Linked DNA regions of Sus scrofa: region 2 is linked to region 1. The links are chromatin contacts, called in public HiChIP or PLAC-seq maps. All regions are on one chromosome and are shown on one strand. Each heading gives the region's core, a stretch centred on a gene start, on an enhancer-like site or on the middle of the called end of the contact. The rest is flanking DNA. Distances are from core to core; before and after follow the strand shown.

The links. HiChIP or PLAC-seq counts read pairs in DNA pulled down with a chosen protein or histone mark.
Region 2: a contact with region 1 is called in an H3K27ac HiChIP or PLAC-seq map of skeletal muscle, with 2.8 times the contacts expected there. The contact joins two enhancer-like sites. A contact is called at or near these places in 1 of 47 Hi-C or Micro-C datasets (fibroblasts) and 1 of 2 datasets of contacts at active chromatin or transcription factors (skeletal muscle).

Annotation. Positions count from the first base shown.
Region 1 is chr17:43,869,144-43,874,335 of Sscrofa11.1, forward strand. It overlaps a transcript of ZHX3 not described here. Among named protein-coding and RNA genes, the nearest start is that of ZHX3, 13 kb to the left of the region's middle. Within about 2 kb of position 2,993, at least 23 of the 83 cell types and tissues checked have an H3K27ac peak or open chromatin away from gene starts, as enhancers often do. A contact at or near this core is called in skeletal muscle, where this site is marked.
Region 2 is chr17:44,053,883-44,059,041 of Sscrofa11.1, forward strand. It overlaps CHD6 (chromodomain-helicase-DNA-binding protein 6), which reads right to left. Exons shown (of 37, transcript XM_021077872.1): 35 at 4,772-5,159; 36 at 1,777-1,896. Among named protein-coding and RNA genes, the nearest start is that of EMILIN3, 43 kb to the left of the region's middle. Within about 2 kb of position 1,274, at least 21 of the 83 cell types and tissues checked have an H3K27ac peak or open chromatin away from gene starts, as enhancers often do. A contact at or near this core is called in skeletal muscle, where this site is marked.

The DNA of each region.
Region 1 (5,192 bases), core at 1,743-4,242:
GCAAAATATACAAGCTATAAACTAGGAAAGAGGCTCAACCTCACCAGTAATCAGGGAACCGAAATTAAATCAAAAATGTGATTTTTCCCCTTCCTCACAGATTGGCAAAAATTGGAAAGACAGACCATATAAAATTCATGCCTCATTGGAGAGAGCATACACTGGTAAAATTTTTATGAAGGTCAATTTAGCAAGAGTCATCAGCATTTTAAAAGCACATTCTTTTATCTAGCCGTTTCACTTCTAAGAACCCATAAAGACTGTGAAGTATTGAAATACATGCAAATGGGAGTTCCCGTTGTGGCTCAGTGGTTAACAAACCCAACTAGTGTCCATGAGAACATGGGTTCAATCCTGGCCTTGCTCAGTGGGTTAAGGATCCACCGTTGCCATGAGCTGTGGTGTAGACTGGCAGCTGATTTGACCCCTAGCCTGGCAACCTCCATATGCCTCGGGTGTGGCCCTAAAAAGACAAAAGACGAAAAAGAAGAAGAAATACACGCACATGATCACAGCAATATTAATAAGGTTATTTACATCATCATTTCTTAGCATTAACAATGTCTGTTAGTAAAATAGTGATGAAGCAAAAACCAGAACATACGTACTAGGAGATGAAATGCAGCCATCAAAAAGGATTAAGACCTATGTGTACTGATGTAAATATATCTCCAAGACATATTTAAATAATAAAATATGAAATATACTGCATAACAAAATATGATTTCACTGTATAACGAACAATCTATGTAGACTAGTATTTATTTGAATATGAACAGAATTTAGAAGAACAAAGGATAAACACTGACCCATTAAACAGTAATAACCATCATGAAGAACAGCATTTACTTTTTTTTTAACTTTATGCTTTCTATCTTGCTTAAATTTGTTACCATCATGTGTGGCTTTTAATTTTAAAAACAGCAGTAAGGATTAAACTAAATAAAATTAATAGTGCCAGTGAGCAACAAACCATGAAAGCAGGGTAGCCAGCATATAAAATGGTTGTGCATACAGAATCACTCACTTTCAGCTGAGAGGTTTCAGTGTGCCAGGAACCATCTGGTACACAAGTGGTACAAGAGGGGTATGGGGAGGGGTCTTGATACACCCACAGTTGCCGAGGCCTTGTCAAAATGGACCCCCGAATTTTTGCCACTATCTTGTCATTTACTTGGCAAACTTGCCTTGTGGAACCATTCGACTGAAATAAATAACTGCCATGGGATGTGGGTTCAATCCTGGGCCTTGCTCAGTAGTGGGTTAAGGATCTGGCATTGCCGAAAGCTGCGGTATAGGTCACAGATGTGGCTTGGATCCCGCGTTGCTGTGGCTATGGCATAGGCCAGCAGCTGCAGCTCCAATTTGACCCCTGGCCCAGGAACTTTCATATGCCACAGATGTGGCCATAAGAAGAAAAAAATAAAACTGCCAGGGAGAAGTGGAGGGAATCTGACCACTCGTTTTCAAATATCAATTTCAAGCCATCAATGGATTTGACCATTTCGTTGGACCTTTGACATCCTGAAATTCATAAGGGCGCAATTTGAGGCAGAATCCTTGGAAATTTGGAGTTTTCACCCTTGAAAATAGTCCTAGTTACAAACATCCTAAAAATTATATATTTGTATGAAGTTGCACACAATAGCTGAAGAAAATTAGTGAATTCCATACCTTGGAAGTGTCAAAAAGTTGTATGGGGGCTAGATGTACAAACAAAACAACACCCAGCAGGTTCTTATTGTGAACTCAGTCCAAGCTATAAATGAAAGAATATGCAAATACCTTTTAGATTACTGTTTGGCACGAATCGAGTGATCCCAGTGGTGGCAGTGGCTCGTACTGTGAACCACTGCCATAAACTCTGAATTAAACCACTGAGTTCCATCTCAAGAAGACTTCTGAAGTATAAGATAATACCACACATGGATCAATTTGCACTGATGGCGCCACTGCTATGCTAGAAAGTCTGAGAAAATTCCATGACCAGCCAGGAAACTGGATTCACTTCAATTCTCTCTCAAAGCACTTTTATCTCTCCTGATCCATTCCAATAGCCTCCAGAGATGGTTATTACTGCCCCTTCCCCCACAGCATTGAAGGGCTATCAGCAAAAAAGAGGAGGTGACAGACCAAAGTCACACGCAGATTTGTACATGAGCCTGATGTTCTGACTCTTTAACTCTCCTGTTCTTTTTTAGGCCACATTCACTCTGAATACCAAATGAATAATAAACCCACTACCTTTAATTATTTTACATTATTTTTATTATATATTTTTTCTTTTTACGGCTACACCTTCAACATATGGAAGTTCCCAGGCTAGGGGTCAAATAGGAGCTGCAGCTGCTGGCCTACACCAGAGCCACAGCTATACCAGATCTGAGCCACGTCTGCAACTCATGCTGCAGCTTGCAGCAACACTGGTTCCTTGACCCACTGAGCAAAGCCAGGAATTGAACCTGTATCCTCATGGAGACTACATCAGGTTTTTAACCAGCTGAGCCACAATGGGAACTCCTATTTACATTATTAATTACATAATTTTGAGCCTTCTTATGAGGGCTCTAAGATTTTTACAAGCTGAATCTGTCCAGTGTTGTAATTTTTAAAAATTAGGACAGCTAGACAGGGCTACCATGAGCCTACTCTCGTGTATGACTAGAGAACTCTGTCACAGTGGGCCTAACTAATTTGACTGAAGTTAGTCAGCAGGAATCTACAACAAAAAGAACACAAGAGAGACTGTCCATCTTCAGGAATGTGTGTGGGCAGGACCTTGGCAGCCCAGAAGATCTGCTGGCTGGAATTGTCAGATTTCTGCTGAAACAAAAGAACTGAAGTCTGTTTTTATGCCCTAGTACTCAAGTGTCAAAGCCACATTAAGCCCGGAACTGGCCTAATTTCTCTCTCTGGCTACTTAAGGGTCACAATACTTTCTGCATTTAGTAATCACCATCCAGCAGAGGGCTCAGGGCCAGAGCTCTGCACTTACTTCCCCCAACAAACAGTTCCTGTTTCTGTCAAGTCACCAACAGAAACGGCCAGCTCCCCTCAGGTGTTATCACCTCTGCAGCAAATAGGAATTCATTCTTTCTCAAACTCAGAAAGGCGATGATGATAAAAAATACAGTGGCCTCCGAATTAAAGGGACTTCAGAGACGACATATTTCAATTGCTCATCTTTGCATGAATCATCTTGTAAGTATCACTACTGTGGTCAGGATGGCTAACCACCCAGTCCTATCAGGTGGTTAGTCTAGTCTGCGCTTGAATATCTCCATCGACCCAGAGGTCAGCACCTACTGGGGTTAGAAAGATGTTAGAAATGATTCCTCGTAGTAATAAGCACCTCCCAAGTTGCCTTCTTGAAGCTTTCACTCACTAAATTGATTTTGTCACTCAAAAATCTTTGAGAACTTACAATGTTCTCAGGACTCTGTGCTAGGAACTGGGTATATAAGGATTTTTGAAAAGACGCCATTGCTGTATGAAGAAGCCAGTCGTTCTCTGTGGTTATTAGGCTATTCACCTGTGGTCCGGGGCTTGCTTGCTTTCTGAACACACTGGATTTCCCTGCCCACCTGCAGATGGGTGTAAACAATGAAATGTAAGCAAACGTGTCCTCTCTAGGGGAAGCTTCAAGAGAAAGTGCATGCTTTGTTTCGCTGTTTGCTCTCTGGCCAGCAAACGGCAATGCTTTGGGTCGTGCAAGGACCTGGAGGTGGGAATGTGCCTGGCCTGTTCAAAGAACAGCTGAGTGGGAGTCAAGACAGGGTCAAGGTGGTGAGGGCTGTGCAGAGCCATGTGGACGACTTGGGTTTCTCTGAGATGGGCAGTGCCCGAGAGGACTTGGAGCAAAGGGCTGACGTGATCCGACTTGTGTCCCACAGGACACCTGCTGGCTGTGCTGAGAACAGACTGAGGGAAAAACAAGAGGAAAGCAGGAAACCTGTCCGGAGGGTATGGCAGCAGTCCAGGCAAGAGATGACAATGGCCCGGACCAGGACGGTAGAGATGGAGGTTAAGGAGATGCGGCTGGACTCTGGACACATTTTGAAAGGAGAGCTGCGTGTGAACATCGTACTCACAGGAATCAAGGATGACTCCCAGGTTTTTGATCTAAGCAACAGGAAGGCTGGTGTTGCCGTCAACCAAGATAGGAAGCTCATTGCGAAAAGCCAAAGCCAATCTGTGCTGAGACTGGAAAGTCCCTTTCCAGGTGAAAAACTGGATTAAGCTGGTTTGGTCATAGGATTTCAGAGGACCAATGGGTCAGGCTGCTAATGAGCAGGGAGGCTGTGCAAGGCCAGTGTTCCCAGGGAAAAGACTCTGATCTCTGCTAAAATCTGCTCAAACCCACAGAAAACCACATAAAGAGGGGTGAGGGGTGGGAGGGTGAGGAGGTGGGGACAGGGAGAGGCTGGGGACAAACCGAGGAAACCCTGAAAACCAGGTAGTCAGAACCTGCACCTTCCAAAGTTAAAACATGTTACATACACTGAAATGTACTTGAACCCAAATGTTGTTTCAAGTATAAAAGTAAATTATTAATTTTAAAACTAAAAATTTTAAAAAGCAAAAGAGTAAATGGTTTGTTCTAGATGTGTTTTCACTTCTGAATGACACTGGTTTTATTTTAATTGAATTTTTTCAGTGTGGGCTCAAGACTTTATAGGCTAAAGAACATGCAGGCCAGTGGGCATGTTTGACCCTCTCAGGAATATGCATCTAGACATGAACTCTCTGGCTGTCCCTGTGGGCAGAGCTCCCCCTCCTTCCAGGCTCAGTCTGCTCTGCTGACTCTCTTCAATGGCCCCACTACAAAGCCCAGCAAGATCTTATGCTCCAGAAAGGATGCTCGATTTCACCCAGAGTAAGAGCAATACTAATTAAAACCACTCTAATTCTCCTTCTTTCACTTAGTTTGGAAAAGCTCAAAATGACTGACGAGGTACTGAGTTGGCAAGGGGGTGAGGAAATAAGGCACTCTCACACGCTCTTGCAAGAGTGAGAACTGGTAAAACCTCTACTAAGAATGTTCGACAATAGCTGACAAAATTACAAATGCTCATTTCCTTTGATTCAGCAAGTCTGCCTCCAGGAATGTAGCCTACAGATATGTTTGTCCATGAGTGCAGTGACGTACATATAAGGTGATCCACAGTCCACACTGCAATGATAAAGGGCTG
Region 2 (5,159 bases), core at 24-2,523, 180 kb after region 1:
TGTGGCCTGTGCGATGCTAAGTCTCTGGGACTTGCCAGCCGAGCTCCAGCGCACACATGCAGAAGGGGCTGAAGGAAGGCAGAAGTTCCTTGTGGGATCCGGATGTGTTTCTAGAAGAAATGCTAGGGTCTCTAAGAGAGACAAGGAGTGCAGCACACCTCAGAGGCTCTGGTCCTGGGGGGGGTGGGGGTGGAGGGACCTTGGGAGACACGGCTGAGGGGACGCGGGAAGGCTGCACAGTCCCGAGGACCAGGAGGACAAGCGGTTCCATGCCTTCCCAAGGCAGGGCTTCTTGTTGTTGTGTTTACTTAACAAAGGAGGGAAAGCCCAGCTCTGGTAAGAAGCTGGCTTGCGAGAACAGCTCACAAATGAGTTTTCTGGCAAAGGATCAGCATCTCTGGGGGGAGGGGGTGATGAACGTTAATTTCTAGAGAGTGTGAGGGAAATTGTTCGAGGTGTTGTAAGAAATGGGAAGCCAAGGGGGAAACCCTGTGGTTTTTCTGACAAGTCACTACACCAAGAGCTCAGAGACTCAACCAAGTAAGAACTGGAGGGCTCTCCTGGACGACCAGCGTGACCCTGTGTGCTATGACAAAGGGACAGCGCGGGCAGGCCATGTGCAGGGGCCAAGACAGAGTGATGGGAACCAATGTGCAACCAGCCTGGACTGTGTAACTGCGTCTGAGGGCGGTGGTGGTGTGTTGCGGAGAATAAAGCAAGAGAGGACAGCTTTTCCATCACGCCAAACTTTCTCAAAAGTAGCCCGGCTCCACCTCCGTCCCTGAGTGGCTGCAGCAGTACGAGGGCGGTCATGTTTGCCGAGCTGCTAGAAGAGCAATCCTCCAGGGGCCAAATCAGAAACAAGCTCCTTGAGAACATTAAGTAACAACTTCTTTCTGCCCAAGGAGGAAATGACTAGGGTGGGTGGTCTCTTGGAGCTAAAAAAAGAAACCGCATCCAGGAAATCCCACCAAGGAGGGAGTTCATACCCAGGAAAGCTGGAGCTGGCAGAGGACTGAGGAAGGAGTTCAGGACAGCCAGCGAGCTTCAAGGACAACCCAGGAAGGGCAGATCCCCACGAGGCTCTTTAGAAGCACCCTATTTGGGCAGAAGGCACTTCAAGGAGGTTAAAAGCACATTTGTGTATCATTTGCCCAAGCTCAACACATTTTCTGGTTGAAATGTTATTACCGCCCCCTAGAGGTTGTGAGTTTTCTAGTCCAAATTTGTAGTCATCTGTAAACTATAATTAACTCAGATTCCTTCTACTACAAGTATCTGCAGATGTCTTTGAAGTCTCTTCCAGGCTCATGATTCTATAATAGGAAAAGGGCAGTGCTTGGAGTCAGCTGTTTTTCATTGCCAGCGAGGACAGACTAGGAGGAAATGTCTTAAATGGTAGCCAGAGAAACTTAGGTTGGAAAATGAAAATTTCCAATAGCACAGTTTGTAAAACACTGGAAACAGACTCCTGATAAGAGTTAAAGGTAATTTTCCCTGAACTCTCTAAAATTGCGGGGGGGAAGGGGCAGGGGATTAAGCTTTGAGGATGGTTTAAGTACAACTTAAACCAAAAGTTTCAGAGGTAAAGACTGAACATAAATGTCACAGAAGTCACACTGCTGGTCAGAACACCCATCACCCCTCATCACTACTTGGCAGCCTCCCGTGCTGCCCCTGCCCTCTCAGGAAGAAGGCTGCGCAGCTACCTCCCTCCCCCGCCCCAGCCGGAGCTGCTGCAAGGCTGGGGTCCAGCCGGTTGTCCCTGTTCCTTACCCTCAGGCCTGGCTCCTTGGGGACAGCAGGAACCCTTTCTTCCCCGCTCAGGCAGCTGACGTCTAACTTTCCAGGTTCCTTACAGCGTGGCCTCCTCTGCTTTGGTTTGTCTGAAAAATTCTAGGAGGTAAATGGAAACCAACATTACAAGAACATTCTGCCTCTGATTCTTCTGATGAGGACAGTGCCTTTCAGTCGCTTCTGCTGTTCTCTCATTCACGGCCCTCTGCACAGGACCCATCGGGTTAGGCTGAAGGAAACAGCCACCCGGCCCTCACCTAGGCTCTCTCCTTGAAGCAAGCTGGAGAACAGGCCTCCGGTGGGGGCCTCCCGGCCCTCCAGCCTAGCCTAGAGCGCCTGGCTGACCCACCAGTGTCTCTGGGTACAGCTTAATCCCTAGCCCTCCCCTCTGAATCATTCTCTTCACTGCTACCTCCCTGGTGGGTTTCGTCTGTCTTTGGAGGCTGTGCCTCTGTGAATGCGTTCTCCTTTTCTGGTGGGCTTTCCACCTCCTTATCTTACTAATGAGATGAACCCAGGACAAAGATGGTGGTGGAGTGGACAAGCAAATGAGAAAAGAAAAACGAGAAGACTCCAGTGCTCAGATTCCTCATCTGCAGAGGCGGTAAAAGGAGTTGAGGAAAAATCCCAAAGCAGTAACTAGAACTAACATACCACCATTAACTTGAAGGAATATACAGGAACGTTTTCATGAAGTGGCAGCACTTACGCAACCCAAAGAATTCTCTGTGAGCTTATGGATGTGGTAATTCTGGAGGGAAGAGAGGTCTGAGCTTAGGCAAGTTCTATCGTCTTAAGATGTTGCATGTCTACTTTCTGGCACAGCATTTCTGACGTGGGATGTAATTTCTGTTACTGGAAAACTTAATCAGAATTTAAAACTTTTTTCCCTCCACTTTAAAATGACATTCTTGGCAGACACAGCTTTCTCGGACTTGCTAGGCCCCAGTCTTCCTCAGCATCCTCCTTGTCAAAGCGGCACCGGCCGGCGGGAAGTAAATGGGGGGTCTCTGCAGCCCGACACACACTTACTGCGCCGAAGCCAGGAACTTCCAAGGAGTAGTCGGCCTGCTGCCGCAGCCAGTCCAGCAGGCTCCTGCCGGGCATGGCCTTCTCGGCCTGGCTGCCGGCTGCCGGGGCTGGCTCCGGGGTCGACGTGGCAGGCACTGGCCCTTCAGGGGGGTGTGAGGTGCTCAGGGGAGTCTGCCCTGGGTCTTCGTGGACCTCCTGGGCAAAGGGAAAACAAGCATGTGCAGCTCGTCATGACAGAACAAAAGCTAGTTTCTCAAAGGGCAACGCGGAGGCCCTTTGAATCTGTCCCCAGGCTGTTACCCGCCTGCACCTGAACAGCAATCCCCCACGCAATCTCTTGTCCACGTCGGGGGTCCCCTCCACAGGGCTGCTCCTCTCCCCTCTCGTCTACGTCCTAGACTTTCATGCCATCTCATCGGCTCAGGTTCCACGTTGCTGCTTTTGTCACTGTCACTGACAGTCCCGGCCACATGGGCCACTCCACTCCTGCTCCCCCACGGCCCTCTTCACAGGTATTCACACAACAGAGAACGCCACATGGCATCCGACTCACTTGGTCCTTGCTCCACACTGCAAACGCCTGCCCTACTGGCCCTTGTCCAGGTATTGGGTCTACTGATAAAGTACACTGTTGGTGCAAAATAAACGTCTGCATAACATGTGTTCCAAAATACTTGCAGGCCCAAGGAAAGAAAGTTCACTCCTTCTACTGGAACTCTACAATCATTACAGGAAATATGGCTTTGCCCCTCTGAAACAATGAGACAGGCTTCTTAAAGACCTGAAAGATTGGGGAGTTCCCTGGGTGGTCTAGTGGTTAGGACTCAGAACTTTCACCACTGCAACTTGGGTTTAATCCCTGATCTGGGAACTGAGATCCCACATCGAGCCGCTACACGCCACCACCAAAAAACAAATTAAAAAACAGAGACTTAACAGAATTGGACTGGGAAAGAACCTAACATTTTAGCTTCCTAAATTACAGAGGAAGCTGAAGAGGGAGACATACACCAGATAACACAGCATTGCTCTCCGGCTCTAGAGAATCAAGTCCTTGGTTTGGTGTCCCGATCTGCCATCTACTACGTGCACAATCTTGGGCAAAGTATTTAATGCTTGTGAGCCTCTGTTTCCTCATCTACAAAATGGGAATAGTAACAACACCTTGCAGGGTTGTTGTGAAAAACATACAGGACCATCAGGTCAAACTCTGACCACGGTGCCTGGCACATATGAAGCACTCGATAAATACTGTTCGTTATTATTCCCTTTAAAATAAGAAAACGGTAAATATGATTCCTGTTTTGGAGCTCAAAATTCAGTAAATGGAAAAAACCAAAATACAGAGAAAAGTCAGAAACCCCCGACACATGAAGCAACGTCGGAGGGCCTCTCCGGCCAGGTGTGCAGCTTCTGACCTTTCCTGTTTTATGAAGATCTCTGAGCTGAGAACGTCTTAGTGAATCTCGGTGACCCTCACAGGGAGATGCTGCGACCGCACTTTACAGAGGAGCCAAGTGGGGCTCGGTGATCAAGGGTTAACGTTCAGAACTCCCCGACTCCTGTTCCTGCTCCCAAATCCCAGCTCCTGGAAAGCCCGCCGACCTGGAGCACAGCCGCCACATGTAATGATTGCTGTTGGCTTTGCTCGTTCGCTCCCCAGGCGCTCTTCCGAGACACTGGAGCTGGGCTGCTGCTTTCTGAAAAGAAGAGACTCCTGGCTCGTCTTTCTGGGCTGCGTGTGGGTTAAGAGTCCTCGATGGACTAATACCTATTTATTTCTAGAAAAGTTGAGAGCAACTGTTGACAACAAAAGGTAAGTAGGACAACCGAAATAGGGATAAGAGATTTACAAATGAAAAATCGTTGTGCCTGAGGAAGAGGAGTTTGCTGTTCAGTGTACAGCGGTCGCCAGCTGTACCTAATGGCCTCATATACCCACCAAGATTCCCGCCTGAAGTGTCTGCTCCTTCAGGAAGATGAGGTCCACCCCTCCGTCAACAGGTTTCCGTCGCCCTCTCCGCCTCCTCGTGGCAGCATCGTCTCTCCTGAGGCTTCCGTTGACGATCTGTCCGGTCACTGGATGGATGAGGCCAGCCTGCAGAATCCCAGACAAGTCCATGCCAAGGGCTCCTTGAAGCGAGCCGATAGCCCCCATCTTAGGGGTGCTGGCGCTCACTGGGAAAGGGGGTGTGGCTCCTGGGGACCCCTCCGACGTGCAGGACAGGTCGATGGCTGACTCTCCATGCCAGCCGTTGAGGACAATGGGGGGGTGCCCATGGGGGGCAGAGAACTGCTCCAGGCTCCGAGTCTTTGCCTCCCTCTCCACC